Linked DNA regions of Sus scrofa: region 2 is linked to region 1. Evidence: chromatin contacts called from public promoter capture Hi-C data. All regions are on one chromosome and are shown on one strand. The core of a region is the stretch at or near the end of the contact, and the rest is flanking DNA. Distances in the headings are between cores, read along the strand shown. Region 1 holds the start of SHANK3 (SH3 and multiple ankyrin repeat domains protein 3). Region 2 holds the start of MAPK8IP2 (C-Jun-amino-terminal kinase-interacting protein 2).

Region 1 (7,206 bases), core at 2,401-4,900:
GTGGCTATGTTAATCACTGAAAAAATAAAATTGAGGCAAAAAGCACCATTAGGGATGACGAAGGGCACAATGTAATGATAAAAAGGAATAATTTACCAGGAATCCTAAACCTGTTAGCATTAAAAATAAAGTCTGAAAAGACATATAAATCCTAAGTTGGCAAAATTTCATGGAGAGACTGCTAATGCGGGATTTCATCCCACTTCTCTTAGTAACTTTCATTTTTTTTATTTTTTATTTTTGTCTTTTTAGGGCTGCACCCACGGCATATGGAGGCTCCCAGGCTAGGGGTCCAATCAGAGCCGTAGCCACCGGCCTACACTGCAGCCACAGCAATGCCAGATCTGAGCTGTGTCTGCGACCTACACCACAGCTCTCAGCAACGCTGGATCCTTAACCCACTGAGCGAGGCCAGGGATGGAACCCGCAACCTTATGGTTCCTAGTCAGATTCGTTAACCACTGCGCCATGACAGGAACTCCCACCTTAGTCACTTTTAAATCGAGCAAATGGAACGTTAGAAAGGGCATAGAAGATTTGAATAATACAATTCACAAGTTTGATATAATGGAGATAATTCATGTTACGAATAATATACGTGAATAATCTATACAACATCCAACAATTCCTGTTGAATTGGCTACAAAGAAAGTTCTCACAAAATCTCAAAAATCAAAATCATGCTGCTCGCCTTCTCTGACTATAATGCAATAAAATAAGAAATCGGTAGCTAAGGGTTAGTCCTCTCTCCAAAAAAGCTAGTATCCCTTTGAAAATTTATTTACTTATTTATTTTGGTCTTTTTTTTTTTTTTTTTTTTTTTTTTGTCTTTTTAGGGCTGTACCCGCAGCATATGGAGGTTCCCAGGCTAGGGGCCTAATTGGAGTTACAGCTGCCAGCCTACACCACAGCCACAGCAATGTAAGATCAGAGCCATGTCTGCGACCTACACCACAGCCCACAGCAACGCCGGATCCTTAACCCACTGAGCAAGGCCAGGGATCGAACCCGAAACCTCATGGTTCCTAGTCGGATTCATCAACCACTGAGCAATGACGGGAACTCCTGAAAATTTAAATAAGCATACTTTTGGAATTCCTGTTGTAGCTCAGCTGCTTAAGAATCTGACCAGTATCCATGAGGATACGGGTTCAATCCCTGGCCTTGTTCAGTGGGTTAAGGATCCTGCACTGCCGCAAGCTGTGGCTTAGGTCACAGACGTGGCTCAGATCTGGCATGGCTGTGGCTGTGGCATAGGGCGACAGCTGCAGCTCTGATCCGACTCCTAGCCTGGGAACCTCTATATGCCACAGGTGCAACCCTAAAAACCAAAAAAAAAAAAAAAAAAGTATACTTTTCAGCAGTTCCTGAAGCAAACAATATAACTGATATTAGAAAATCAACAAGATGAAATTAAAAATAGTACTTATTAGGACTTAATAAGCACAACTAAAGTGGCACTTGGAAATGTGCAACCTTAAATGCTCATTATCAAAAAAGAGAAAGACTAAAAATTGAGTTAAGCACCTAGCTAATGAAATTTGAAAAAGAATCTTAACAATAATTGGAACAGTAAAAGAAATAAACAGAAGAAAACAAAAACAGAAATAGAGATGATTAACCAAATGAAAAATGGATTCTTTAGAAACAGATTTGTATTACGAGAAATATAGAACTTAACAGTTCGGACTCGGGATGAATAAAATCTAAATATGTGATTGACGTTAAATAGCTAGAAGCAATTAAAAACTATCCACAAAGAACACTGTAAACCAACTATAATGGAAAAAATAAAAATCATTTTAAAAAAGGAAAAAAAAACTACCCACAAAATTTACACCAGGTCCAGACAGCCACCTGGACATCCAGCACTCTGCCCCGTGCGCTGCTCTGGAGTTTGCAGAGGGCCTGGTCTGAGGAGGGACACTGGGGCGTGACTACCTTGCAGAGGAAGGGCAGCAAATGCCTGCTGAGCATCCACTACCAGGCACCACCACACTAGGGCACGTCTGTGAACCAGACACGCGAAGCTCTCTCTTCACAGGAGCCTTCATTCTGGCGGGGGCGGGGTGTGGGGGGAGCCTAAACAATAAGCCACAGTAAGTGAATTACAGGCTGTGTAGACAATAGGGTGCTGTGGAAGAAAGATCGGAGTGGGGAGGGGAGCATGGGGAAGGTGGGTCCACTTGGGGAAGAGCATTTACTGGGAAAGAAAACCAGGGGCAGCCAGGGGAGGGCCTGACAGCAGGACACCCACTCTGTCCCCATGGAACCCAAGGGGGTGAGAGTTCAGGGAGAGTGCAGTTGGACATGGGAGAAAGCAAGCCTGTGGGGTTTTCAGCAAGAGAGGGACTGTGGGGCCAGGCCACGTAGGCTAAAGTATGAGAGGGAGAGAAGGGTTGGGATCTGGGTGAGGAGTGGGCCCCAGGAGAGGCAAAGCTGGCGTGGGAGGGGGACACAGACATCCTCACCAGAAAGAGCCAGAAGAAGGGCCAGGATGCGTGGGCAGGGCGCCCATGCTCTTGGTGCCGCAGACCTCGAGGGTTTGGGCACCAGGGATGTCAGATGGCCTTTTTTGTAGCTGATGGGCCTGGGGGCAGCCGCGGGGTCCATCCACAGTCAGGTTTGACCCTGTGCCAGGCATGGTTCTGGATGCTTTGCCCACATGAGCTCCCACAGACATCATGGGTCTGAAGGTCTGCAGTGGGGAGAACCGGGGATGAGAGAACTGTGGGTCTTTCTGGAATCTTAGCCCTGATGGAAGCAGTGGGGACACAGAAAGGCCGTGGGGTTCGGAGGAGCCTCACCTTCAAGGACAGAGACAGGGGAGCAGAGCGGCGGGGCTAGGCTGGGAGGTGGTGAGGAGCAGGGGGTCTTTTAATCTCACCAAAAGTATGTCCCTGGGCTTCTCCACGGTAAACCCATGTTGCAGGGACAGGGGGCCCTCGTGCGGGTAAGATGCTTCTGGGTATTGGAATTTTTGCCCTTTGCCAGGGTGGTGGTGGGTTCAAGGGAGTGGTGCACGCTTGGAATGTGTTCGTGATGAACCCATGCTTTGTGCCAGGCACTCTGTGGAACCAGCACGGGCAGTGCAGGCTCAGCTGAGCCGGAGACCAGGGGTGTGTTGGTTGCTGATCAGCAAAGATGTGAATTCCCGAAAGCTTGGCAATCACAGTGCTGGACTCACCAAAGACAGGGGGGTGGTGGGAGGCCTGGGAAGGCTGAAGGGGCCCTCCTGAGGTCCAGGGTGGGTGGACAGGTGGGCACCTGGCCATCCAGGCCAAAGGCAGGTTTGCAGGGAGAACTCGGGGGCCTGGGGCTGCTCTGAGTCTGATGTGGTGAGAAGTGCAGCCTCCTTTTTCGGTCCTTTTGCTAATGGAGGACTCTGTTGAGCTGGTCCACGGCCTTGCAGCCGCCAGTGGGAGGGATGAGGCAGGGCAGGGAGGGGAAGCCCTGGGTGACTCAGGGAGGGGAGAACAGGGGCAGGAAGATGGTGGAGACAGGATGGGGGCCGGGAAGCACTGGTTTCCTCTCTCCAGGGCTGGGCCACATGCTTCCCAAGGTGTTTCCTGCAGATAAGTGGGCTTCCGATGGCCCCTTCCTGCTCCCCCCCTTCCCCTACCCCTCCCATCCTGCTCCAGCCCCTGGGGACCCTCAGCTCCCCCACTCAGGCCACACCAGTGGCCTTAGGAAGAGCCTGGACATCCTGGGGCCACACTTCTAGGCAGGGAGGGTCCGCTCAGGCTTGGGGAGAAAGCGGGACCAGATCACAGACAGCGCTGGAGATTCGGCTCTGCAGGGTCAGTGGAATCCTGGGAGGCAGAGATGCTTCCTGAAGGGGTGGTGGATGTGGAGGAGAGAGCCTGGGTTCCCTCAGGGGTCTGGGCTGGTCCTACCCCTCTCCTCCTCCTTGCTCTGGGGTGATCAGAGGCTGTTCTGGGGGCAGAGGGGTGGGCATTGGGGGTTTGTGGTAGTCAAGGCGGTTCTGCGGGGTGGGGGCTGTTCTTGGAGAGGTGTCAGGCACTGTTCCATGCGGGTCAGGGTGCTTCCTTCCTTACCGGGAGGAGTAGGGTGGTTTTCAGTGTGTGTGTGTGTGGGGAGGGGGGGCTCATTCAAGTTTATTTCTGGGAGGCTCAGGGGATCCAGGGCTGCTCTTGGAGGAGGTAGGTGCGGCTGGGCTGTTTTCTACCAGGGTCCAGGGGTCCGCAGGCTGGGTTGTTCTGTGAAGGTTACTGTGTGTCATGTGAGAGGGTGAGCGGCTGTGGGGGTCAGGGCCTGTTCTTTGGCGAGGAGTCAGGCATACTGGGGGAGTTCTGTGGGAGTCAGAAGCTATTTCTCGGAAAATCAGGGATATTTCAACGTTTAGGGACTGTTCTTTGCTTTCAGGCACCTTGGGGGCACAGGGTTTCCCAGCTCTGGGGGTAGTTCTGTGAGGCTGATGTGCTTTAGGGTGGCGGCGGGGGGTGGGGTGGGGGGGAGAGGATGGCATGCTCCAATGGGGCGGTGGTGCCAGAGCTAGTTTCTTTACTGCGCGCTCCCCTCTTTTCCGCCCACTCATCACCCCCTCCCGCGTTGCCACGACAACGCGTAAAACTAAAATTCACTTCCCCGTCACAGGTGGAGACTAGTAGCGCCCCCTCCCCTAAGCCCTTCCTTGTAGGTTGCGCCCCCATCCTGTCGTCGCTAAGGTGACTGGAGGGGGGTGACAGGCTTTGGATCTAGGCAGACCCGGGACCTGAGGAGGGGGGAGGAGGAGAGGCCAGCCTCAGAGTCCGGAGCGAACTCCCCAAACTCGGTTACGGTGGGGGAGCCGCGCTGAATACTGTTCGGCCATTGTCCTAAGGGTTAAGTCGGAGGGTTAATTGGTTCTGGCTGTGGGAGACCTCCTGGCCCCTCCCAGGCTCCGAGCTCCCCAACTTCCTGGCCCCAGGACTGGGGCAGGGTTGGTCCCTGTCATCTCTCTGGGGCCTTGAGTCGGGTGGGGAGGGGATGTCGGTAGAGTGGGGAGAAGCTGCCACCCCCGGAAATTAATTCTCCTGTTTTTCTCTCCCCTTCCTGCTCTACCTCTGGTCCCTGTGCCCAACGCGGCCCCCACCCCAGCTCCAGGACCCCTCCTCGCCGCATCTTCCCGAGTGGTCCACGGATGCTCTTCCGCAGCCGAAGGGCGGCGCGGCCCTTGCTGCTCGGCCACTCCCCCCACACTGAGGCCTAGGACTCCCCACACCCCCAGCGCAGCCCCTAGGGCCCCCGCCCTGCTGCGCGGCCCTAGCCCCTCGCACGAACCCCACTCCTCAACCCGCGACCCCGCACAGTCCCCCTCACCCTCGGCTGGCCCTGAGCCCTCCCGGCCCTCGCCTCCGGCGCAGCCCCCTTGCCACCCCCGCTTCCCTCCCGGCTCAGGCCCCCTCCCCCCGCCGCCCCCGCCCCCGGGGAAGGCAGGCGCCGAGCGGAGCCGGGGCCGATGCAGCTGAGCCGCGCCGCCACCGCCGCCGCTGTCGCCCCTGCGGAGCCCTCGGCGCCGCTGTCCCCCGCGCCGGCCCCGGCCCCGGCCCCCCCCGGCCCCCTCCCGCACAGCGCGGCCGACGGGGCTCCGGCGGGGGGTCAGGGGGGGCCGGGTCGCCGCGAGGAGCCCCAGTGCGCCCAGCTCGCGGCCGCGAGCGGCCCCAGCCCGGGCGCGGGGATGGATGGCCCCGGGGCCAGCGCCGTGGTTGTGCGCGTCGGCATCCCGGACCTGCAGCAGACGGTGAGCTTTGCCGCCCGGGTCCCGGCAGCACCCCTGCCCTCCTCTGCCAGCCCCCCACCCGCGCGCTGGGAGCCCGGCGCGGGAGACCCCAGGCCTGCGGCTACTCACCCCTCCCCCGCCGCCTCCGCCGGGACCCTCCCCCTCCCCCCGGGCGGGGGCGGGGCCGGGGAAGCACCGCCCTTGGGGCGAGGCCTCGCCGGCTGGACTCGGAGGCGCAGGGGCCGCGGCCCCCGCCGCCGGGCCCGAGAGTCGGGCGGGGCCGGGGGGTTCGGAGCTCCGCGCGGGGCGGGGGGACCGGCCCCTGCTCACGAGTCCGCTCCGCCGCAGAAGTGCCTGCGCCTGGACCCGGCCGCGCCGGTGTGGGCCGCCAAGCAGCGCGTGCTCTGCGCCCTCAACCACAGCCTCCAGGACGCGCTCAACTACGGGCTCTTTCAACCGCCCTCCCGGGGCCGCGCCGGCAAGTTCCTGGACGAGGAGCGGCTCCTGCAGGAATACCCGCCCAACCTGGACACGCCCCTGCCCTACCTGGAGGTGAGCGGCGGCCGGGGGCGGCGGAGCGCGCGCGGGACGCCCCGCCGAGCCCGGGGACCGGAGCGGTGGAGGGCGCGGCAGCGAGGGGCGCGGAGGGTGGGGGCAGGGGAGTTAGTGTGCGAGCGGGGCGGGGGGTGCCGAGCGCCCGGTGCGGTGTGTCGTGTGCGAGGTGTGAGCCGCGTGCGGTGCGCGCGGCCAGCGGCGCGTGCGGTCGGGTGTGAGCAGGCGTGAGTGCCGGAGCGCTGTCTGGAGTAAGCCAGCGGTCGTCTGTGTGCACATCCGTGTCGCCCTTGTCTGCCCCCTCCCCGCCCCGCGTGAAGTTGTCTGAAAGGCAACCTAAGTCGTCCTCATTTGCTCCCCGATTCATGATGTAAAGGTTGTTCACTGCCCTGCGAGCAGGGGCCCCAGACCCAGAGTTTGGGAGGTGGGTGGTGTCAAGCCCAAAGAGCCCTGGAACGAACCAGCACCACGGTGGCTGAGCTCAAAGCTGGCTTGGCCTCCGTGGTGGCACAGGCGAGTAGGGACAGATTTACCCAGACAGGTGGAGTCTAGGAAGGTAAGCCTGGAACCTGGCCTTGGAAGAGGACGGAGGTTTCCAGGGAATCTCGGGGATGAGGCGGAGGCAGAGCTGGGCATGCAGCACAGCTGACCTGCGTGTCCGTGGCGTCCGTGGCAGTGTGTATGGGTTTGTGTGGCTGGCAGGCAGGGGCTCTGTTGCGGGAGAGGGTGAGCAGTGTGGGGCCTTAGCTGCACACCAGTGGGCAGGCCTGGGTTCCGTGCGTGCTTTCACTCACTCAGCCCAGGTGGGCGCTTTTCTCCACCTTGTTTTTACCTGAGCAGTTTCGATACAAGAGGAGAGTTTATGCCCAGAACCTCATTGATGATAAGCAGTTTGCAAAGCTTCACACAAAGGTAAGGGGGCAGCCGTAGAG
Region 2 (7,050 bases), core at 2,534-5,033, 38 kb before region 1:
AAATTGATGATACCAGAGAGGGGGCTAATTTCAAGCAAGGCACTTGAGTTGACAATGGGAAAAGTGAGAGATCAAAGGACTGGAGACCTGTGGTGGTTTTATAACATGACTCCCGAATTCTCTGACACGCCTCCCATTGAGAAGTGGGATCTGTGACTGCTCTTTTGAATCTGGGTGGGATTGTGACTGCTTTAGCCGATTGAAAGTTATATGACTTCTTTGGCTAGATCAGAAAAGGCCATGCAGCTGCCCTCTGGACCTCCCTGGACAGTCACTCTGGGGGAAGTCAGCACTTATATAAGAAGTCCAACTACCCTGAGACTACCCTGCTGGTGAGGCCGGGTGTAGGTGCTGGTTGACAGCCTGAGCTGAGCTCCCAGTCAACAGTGCCAACTGCCACCCTTAACTCTGACTGTATTCAAACTGCATGAGATTGGAGCCGTTCCTGGACTGATGACCCCCAAATTGTAAGCAGAGTAAAGTGGTTGTTTTAGTCCTCTAAATGTGGTGGTAATTTGCAACACAGCAATAGTATATGGAAGAAGTTTCTTATGCAATTAAAGAATTGTGGGTGCCGTGGTAATATACTAAGAAAGCAAGAAAAACAGGAGACAACGGTCAGAGACTTGAGGACTTAAAATCAAGATGTAAGAGGTGGAGATGTTACTGCTTATGACAGTATTCTCAACAATGTATGGCTCTTAAGCTTTTTACTTTTTTGTTTTAGCTATTGACATTTTAATTTTATGCTTGTGACTTCTATGCTGTAAGAGTAGAATAAAAGAGAGATGGTTTGAATTTCCCATAGTGTCGCCGTGGGTTAAGAACCCAACTGCAGTGGTGTGGGTTTGATCCCTGGTGTGGTGAAGTGGGCCAAACGATCTGGCATGGGCTGCGGCTGCAGCTCGTATTCAATCCCTGGCCCAGGAAATTCCATATGCAGTGAATGTGGCTGTAAAAAGAAAAAAGAAAAAAAAAAAGACTCACAGTTTGCATTCATTTTGCTTTTGTTTTTTTTGGCCATCCCACGGCGTACAGAGTTCCTGGGCCAGGGATCAGATCCCAGCCACACTCGCAACATACACTGCAGCTGTGGCAGTGCTGGATCCTTACCCCACTGTGCCGGGCTGGGGATTGAATCTGCGTCCCAGTGCCCCAGAGATCTGTCAATCCCGTTGTGCCACAGCAGGGACTCTGGTTTGCATTTACTTATTTTCTAATCTATGAGAGAATTGTCGGTGTCCTCTGGCCTTTTAGGATGGTGGGTGGTCAGGCTCGCTGAGACTGCGTTGTTATTGCAATTATACCACATAGGTCCAGTCGAGTTTGTGTCTTGTACTGGCTGCACCATTCGTGCACCATAGACCATCAGAAGTCAAGAGTGTTTGATGGGTCACTTATGTGGATGTCTAAGTTAACCAGTTTGGTGACAAGACTCAGGATCAAAAGGAAATCTGGGAAGTTTGGGTCAAAACCCTCTGTGAATTCTAGAATGAGATCCAGAGATTTTGGGGGAAAGTCAAAGAGGTTATTACATCCAGACTCCTTGAACCTCATAAATAAGGAATGTTCTTAATTCTTCAAAAATTGAAAAGACGGAGTTCCCATCGTGGCGCAGTGGTTAACGAATCCGACTAGGAACCATGAGGTCGCGGGTTCGGTCCCTGCCCTTGCTCAGTGGGTTAACGATCTGGCGTTGCCGTGAGCTGTGGTGTAGGTTGCAGACGCGGCTCGGATCCCGCATTGCTGTGGCTCTGGCGTAGGCCAGTGGCTACAGCTCCGATTCAACCCCTAGCCTGGGAACCTCCATATGCCGCGGAAGCGGCCCAAGAGATAGCAACAACAACAACAACAAACAACAACAAAAGACAAAAGACAAAAAGACCAAAAAAAAAAAAAAAAATTGAAAAGACAACATGATGACAAGGATTTAATGCCCCAGACCCGGTAGGGCCTGTAAGCCCTGACTCATTCATGTATTTATTCATACATATATTTGCTTAGCCCCTACCATGTGCCAGGCACTGTGCTTGGAGCTTGGAGGTTCAAAGAGATATAAATCAGTGTCTCTGCTTTCCTGTAACTCTCAGCCACTGCGGAGGGAAACATGCCCTTATAAATGCCATTCTTAGAAAAAACACTGTAATTGGAGATAAAATATAAACTGTAGTCGGGCCACAAATGAGGGCACCATCTGTCTCTGAGCATAGGCCTTCTCTCTGGGCCGGAATCATTGCCACCCAAAGAATGATGTCACCTTTCCCAACTTTCATGAGCTCCTTCTGCCCTGTGGCTTCCAGGCATCAGTCACTCAAGTGCCTAATCCTTTCCTCAGAGATAATTTTCCACAAAAATAACTTAGACAAAGAAATGCTGGGGAGTTCCTGTTGTGGCGCAGGGGAAACGAATCTGACTAGGAACCATGAGGTTGAAAGTTCGATCCCTGGCCTCGCTCAGTGGGTTAAGGATCCCGTCTTGTGGTGAGCTGAGGTGTAGGTGGCAGGCACGGCTCGGATCTGGTGTTGCTGTGGCTCTGGTGTAGGCTGGCAGCTGCAGCTCTGATTCGACCCCTAGCCTGGGAACTCCTCCATGTGCCTCAGGTGCAGGCCTAAAAAGACAAAAAAAAAAAAAAAAAAAAAAAAAAAAGAAAGAAAGAAAGAAAAGAAATGTTATGGCACGTAATTTCCATCAAGGGGGAAAAGGGTCATTTCATTGCAGCCTCGTTGAAATGCCAGCCTCCTTCTTTAGCCAAGTCTTCTCCACAAAGTCTCCCTAAGCTGTCCTTCCAACCTGTCTGTAATACCCATGCCACAACTCCGATCTGTCCTTCCCCAACTGCCAACACCAGCCAACCCTCACCTCATGTGATTCCTTGAGCTGATTTCAGCCATTTCTCTTCCCACACAGCTCCACAAAGGCCAGAAAATGTTGGTACCCTAAAGAGTCAATTACATAGCTGGCACTCAAGAAACAGTGTTTCCAATTAATGGACAGAGCTTCAGGGTTATCACTTCACGCAATATCCATCAACACCTCCCTCCAGCCTGTGCAATCTGTACTGTGTACTGCAAGTTCAGTTTTAGCCCAATCAGCATCCTCTATACAGTCACATCTGGGTCCAGCCTGGATCAGCCTCCCTTGGGCTCCGGCTTCTGCTCAACGCTGCTCAGCAGTTGGGCAACACTTCCTCCAGCTCTGATCAGGACCCGTCGGGGAAACAGTTCCTCCAGCCCGAGTCAGCAAGTTTTAGGGAGAAATCTCCGTGGGCCCAATCAGCACCCTTTGTGGGACAGCTCCGACCAGTCCTGATCAGCACCCCGATGTGGACAGCTCCTCCAGCCCAGCTTCCGTAGGAATCCCGCAGCCCTCGGCTGGAGACCTCAACGCTTCTGATTACCCGGGACGCCAGTGCTGCTCCTGGGGCCGTAGCCACCCCTCCACGAGCCCCTGTCTCCTTGTCCCACCTCCCCAGACCAGTTAACCAGAGGTCTGCGGGCCGACGTCTCCATCGCAGTTTCCTCGTTTAAGCTCTTAGCGCACGAACGGATCCCTCATCCCCACCAATCCGCTTCTCACCTTCCCCCGCCCCGAGGAGACCAAACCGCACACCCGATCCTTCCCCAACCGAGTCTCTCAGTCAAACCATCTCGTCTCCACCAACCAGCTTCCCCGCCGGCCCCTTCGCCCTCCCCCGGGTCCGCCCTCCTCCCCTCCCCCCGGATCCTCCCTCCTCCCCCCGCCCCCCCCGCCGGCTCGCGCTGCCGCGGTGTCCCGGTGGCGAGGTGTGCCGGCAGCGGGGTGTCGCAGGGCGTGTCACGAGGTGACTCGGGGCGGGCCGAGGGCGGGCGGGAGGGCGCGACGAAGGGCGTGCGGGGCTGTGGCTCCAGGCACCCCTCCCCCGCCGCGGTCGGCAGGCCTTTCCCGGGAGAAGATGGCGGATCGGGCGGAGATGTTTTCTCTTTCCACCTTTCACTCGCTGTCGCCGCCAGGCTGCAGGTACGCACTTGGGCGCCCCGGGCCTCGGCAGGTCCCTCCCTTCCTACAGCCCTTTCTCCGACCCAGTCTCCAGACTCCTCCGACCCGACCCTGCCACCCCACCCCCATCGCCTTTGGGGACCCAAGCCCCGGACCCCTCGTTGGTCCTGAGGCTCGTGACTCCTGCTCCCCATCCCCCACCCACGGGTTCTGGCTCTCCCCCTGTGTGTCCTCCCCTTAGCCCCTCCTCCAGCCCCAATGACCCTCCCACCCCCAATTCCTGTGGGGTTCCAGGGCCGCACCCAGCCCGAGCCGCCGACCCCTTAAGGGTGGAGGTGGTGGCTGAGCCTCCGAGAGGCCGCAGGATGCTGGGTACACCCTCTGTGCTTGGCAGTGTCCTTTTGGCCTTGCTGGGCCTCTTCGGTGGAAGCCTGGCCAGGTCTGCAGGGCTCAGGGAGGAAGAGAGTTGAAATCAAGCCTGGAGCCTGGGGGAAGGGGCTAGGGTGGGAAGAGGGGCTAGCCTGGACCTCTGGGTGTAGGCCTGCCTTGAGAAGGATTGAGGGACAAAGTGGCCAGACTGTGCGCCTAGAACAGGCTCGACCCCCTCCCCCTCCTGCTGCTGCAGCTTCAGCTCCCCCTCCCCCTCCTCTGCTCAGCCTGACTCCCCTGAGGCTGAGGCTGCGACCCAGAGGGGCCTGAGCGGAGTGCAGAGGGAGGAGAGGCTGCTGGCTCTGTGAGGGAGGAGGGCTGGAGGGCTGGTGGCTCCTCTGAGCTGGTCATGGCTCAGATTGTGGGGGAAATCCATTGCAGAGCAGAGCCTGAGGTTCATGGCAGGATGTGGGTCTGGGAGTTGGGGGCTCTGGAGACTATGGAGCCTAGGAGCTGGGAGGGTCTCCCTTGGCCCCTGCTTAGGACCGGCTCCCAGACAAGGGTCCAGGGCGGGTGGCTCTCTCAGGAGCCCTGTGCTTGCTCTCTCACCCCGGTCCCCTCTCCAGGCCTCCTCAGGACATAAGCCTGGAAGAATTTGACGATGAGGATCTGTCCGAGATCACCGATGACTGTGGTCTGGGCCTCAGCTATGACTCGGACCACTGCGAGAAGGTGGGCCAGGGGCTGGGGGCAGACTCAAGGCAGAGTCTTGCTTCAGCTCTGCTTAGCGTTCCCCTGGGGTTTGAGGGTGGGTCCAAGCTCAGCCTTGAAACAAGGGGTCCTCTGACCTCCCGCTCCCCGCTGGCCTCTCGACCAGGGTCTTCCTTGATCTCAAACCTCTCTTTTCCTAACAGACCGTAGGCCCTCCACTCGGGACCTTCCCCGGCAGTCTTCACCTGGCCCGCACCACTGGGCTAGGTTGGGAGAGGGGAGATGTGCCTCCCCTGTGCGGCCCTCTGTCTCTCAGAGCACGTCCCAGAAAGATCTGTCCCCTTCCAGCTGCTGTCTCACTTCATCTCCTCCTCAGCCCTTTCCCCACCTCTCAAGCCACCTTCTATCTGCCTCATGCCAACATCCCTGAATCTTTTTTCTCTCCATCTTTTGCTTCTCTTCCTCCTCCCTATCTCTCCACATCCCCCTCCCCCGTCGCCCCCCCCCTCGCAATTGTGGCATATGGAAGTTCCCAGGCCAGGGATCGAACCTGTGCCACAGCAGTGACCCAAACTGCTGCAGTGACAACACCGGATCCCTAACCCACTACATCACAAGAGCGCTCCTATCTCTCCATGGTGTTTATTTCATTCAAGAACATTTCTGAGAATCTCCTGTGTGGCAAGTGATAGGGGCTTCCAGGTGCCTGGGAGGAGAGCAGGACAGGTGTGGCTCTTGCCTTTAGGAGCTTGTAACCTGGTGAAGGAGAAAGACATGCGAGAGGCAATAGCCACCTGAATCTCCACTACTGGATTCCAACGGGAGGGGTGTCATGGGGTGCAATGAGGGGAACCCACTCGAGACTGAGGCCACGGGAGAGATTTTCTGGTGGAAAGGGTGCACAGCCATGCCCTTAGGGAAGACTAGCAGGAGCTGGTAGATGAGGGAGATAGGAGGGGATGAGGAGAGGTATTGCTGGAAGGGATTAGTGGGTCAAAGCCCCCGAGATTGGTGCAAACTTGGTGAACCCTGGGTGCTGGCTGTCTTGGCTTCATGCATTCACTTGATATTTACGGAGCTTCCACTGTGGGCCAGGCCCTGTTTTCGGTGGGGGGCAGGGTCCATCAGTGTACAATGGCCCTGATGGGGCCTGTTCTGGTGGGGTTGCAGCTTGCTGGGGAACACAGTCTCCAAACCCTACAGGGAATGAGTTGTGTTAAAATGCTATGGAGGAAAAAGTGCTGGTGTGACAATTTAGGGGCGAAATGAGGCTGGCATGTGGGTTGGGGCCACTCTGAGAATCCCTGTCACCCAGGCTTAAGAGTTTGGACTCTTACTTACCAAGAACTGGAGTGATCCTTATGTGTCGCAAGCAGAGTTTTTACAAAGCTGTGCTCTTGGAGCTCAGAATGAACTGGAGGGAGGCTTCCCTCCCTTGACTGACAGCTTCCTGCCTCCCCCTGTCCTGGGACCTGGGACCTGGGACCTGGGTCACTGTCCCCCTCTGGCCTAGCTCTGCCCTGTCCTTCTTTCCTCCAGGACAGCCTTTCCCTGGGGCGTTCGGAGCAGCCGCACCCCATCTGCTCCTTCCAGGATGACTTTCAGGAGTTTGAGATGATTGATGACAATGAAGAGGAGGAGGAAGAGGAGGAGGAGGAGGAGGAAGAGGAGGAAGGAGAAGGGGAGGGCATGGAGGGAGGAGGGCCCGGCTCAGAGACCGCTGCTCTGGAGCCCCTGATCCCCTCTCCCTCCCTGGAGGAGCCCCACAAGCACCGGCCCACCACGCTCCACCTGACAACCCTGGGAGCCCAGGTGAGCACCCAGACTCAGCTAAATCCCAATTGCCAGCATCTGGGACTCTGGTCCCCAGGGCAGCCTGTGCCACCACCCCCGAGAGCTGGGGCCTCTCCTCAGCGCTGCTCTCTCTCCCCCCCCTCCAGGACTCCCTGAACAACAACGGAGGGTTCGCCCCAGCGCCTCCAGACTCCTGGCAGG

Evidence for each region. Promoter capture Hi-C pulls out the DNA fragments that hold promoters and counts their contacts.
Region 2: a promoter capture Hi-C map of fetal skeletal muscle shows a contact between it and region 1, with 4 times the contacts expected there. The contact joins the promoter of MAPK8IP2 here to the promoter of SHANK3 in region 1. A contact is called at or near these places in 1 of 5 promoter capture datasets (fetal skeletal muscle) and 2 of 47 Hi-C or Micro-C datasets (epiblast stem cells and skeletal muscle).

What each region holds. Positions count from the first base shown.
Region 1 is chr5:89,477-96,682 of Sscrofa11.1, reverse strand. It overlaps SHANK3 (SH3 and multiple ankyrin repeat domains protein 3), which reads left to right and starts at 3,650. Exons shown (of 23, transcript XM_021091273.1): 1 at 3,650-3,800; 2 at 5,101-5,743; 3 at 6,071-6,274; 4 at 7,115-7,186. The coding sequence starts at 5,462.
Region 2 is chr5:127,793-134,842 of Sscrofa11.1, reverse strand. It overlaps MAPK8IP2 (C-Jun-amino-terminal kinase-interacting protein 2), which reads left to right and starts at 3,783. Exons shown (of 13, transcript XM_021091276.1): 1 at 3,783-3,996; 2 at 4,971-5,076; 3 at 6,595-6,867; 4 at 6,996-7,050. The coding sequence starts at 3,932. LOC102161600 (a long non-coding RNA gene) reads left to right here. Exons shown (of 3, transcript XR_002343833.1): 3 at 2,908-3,670.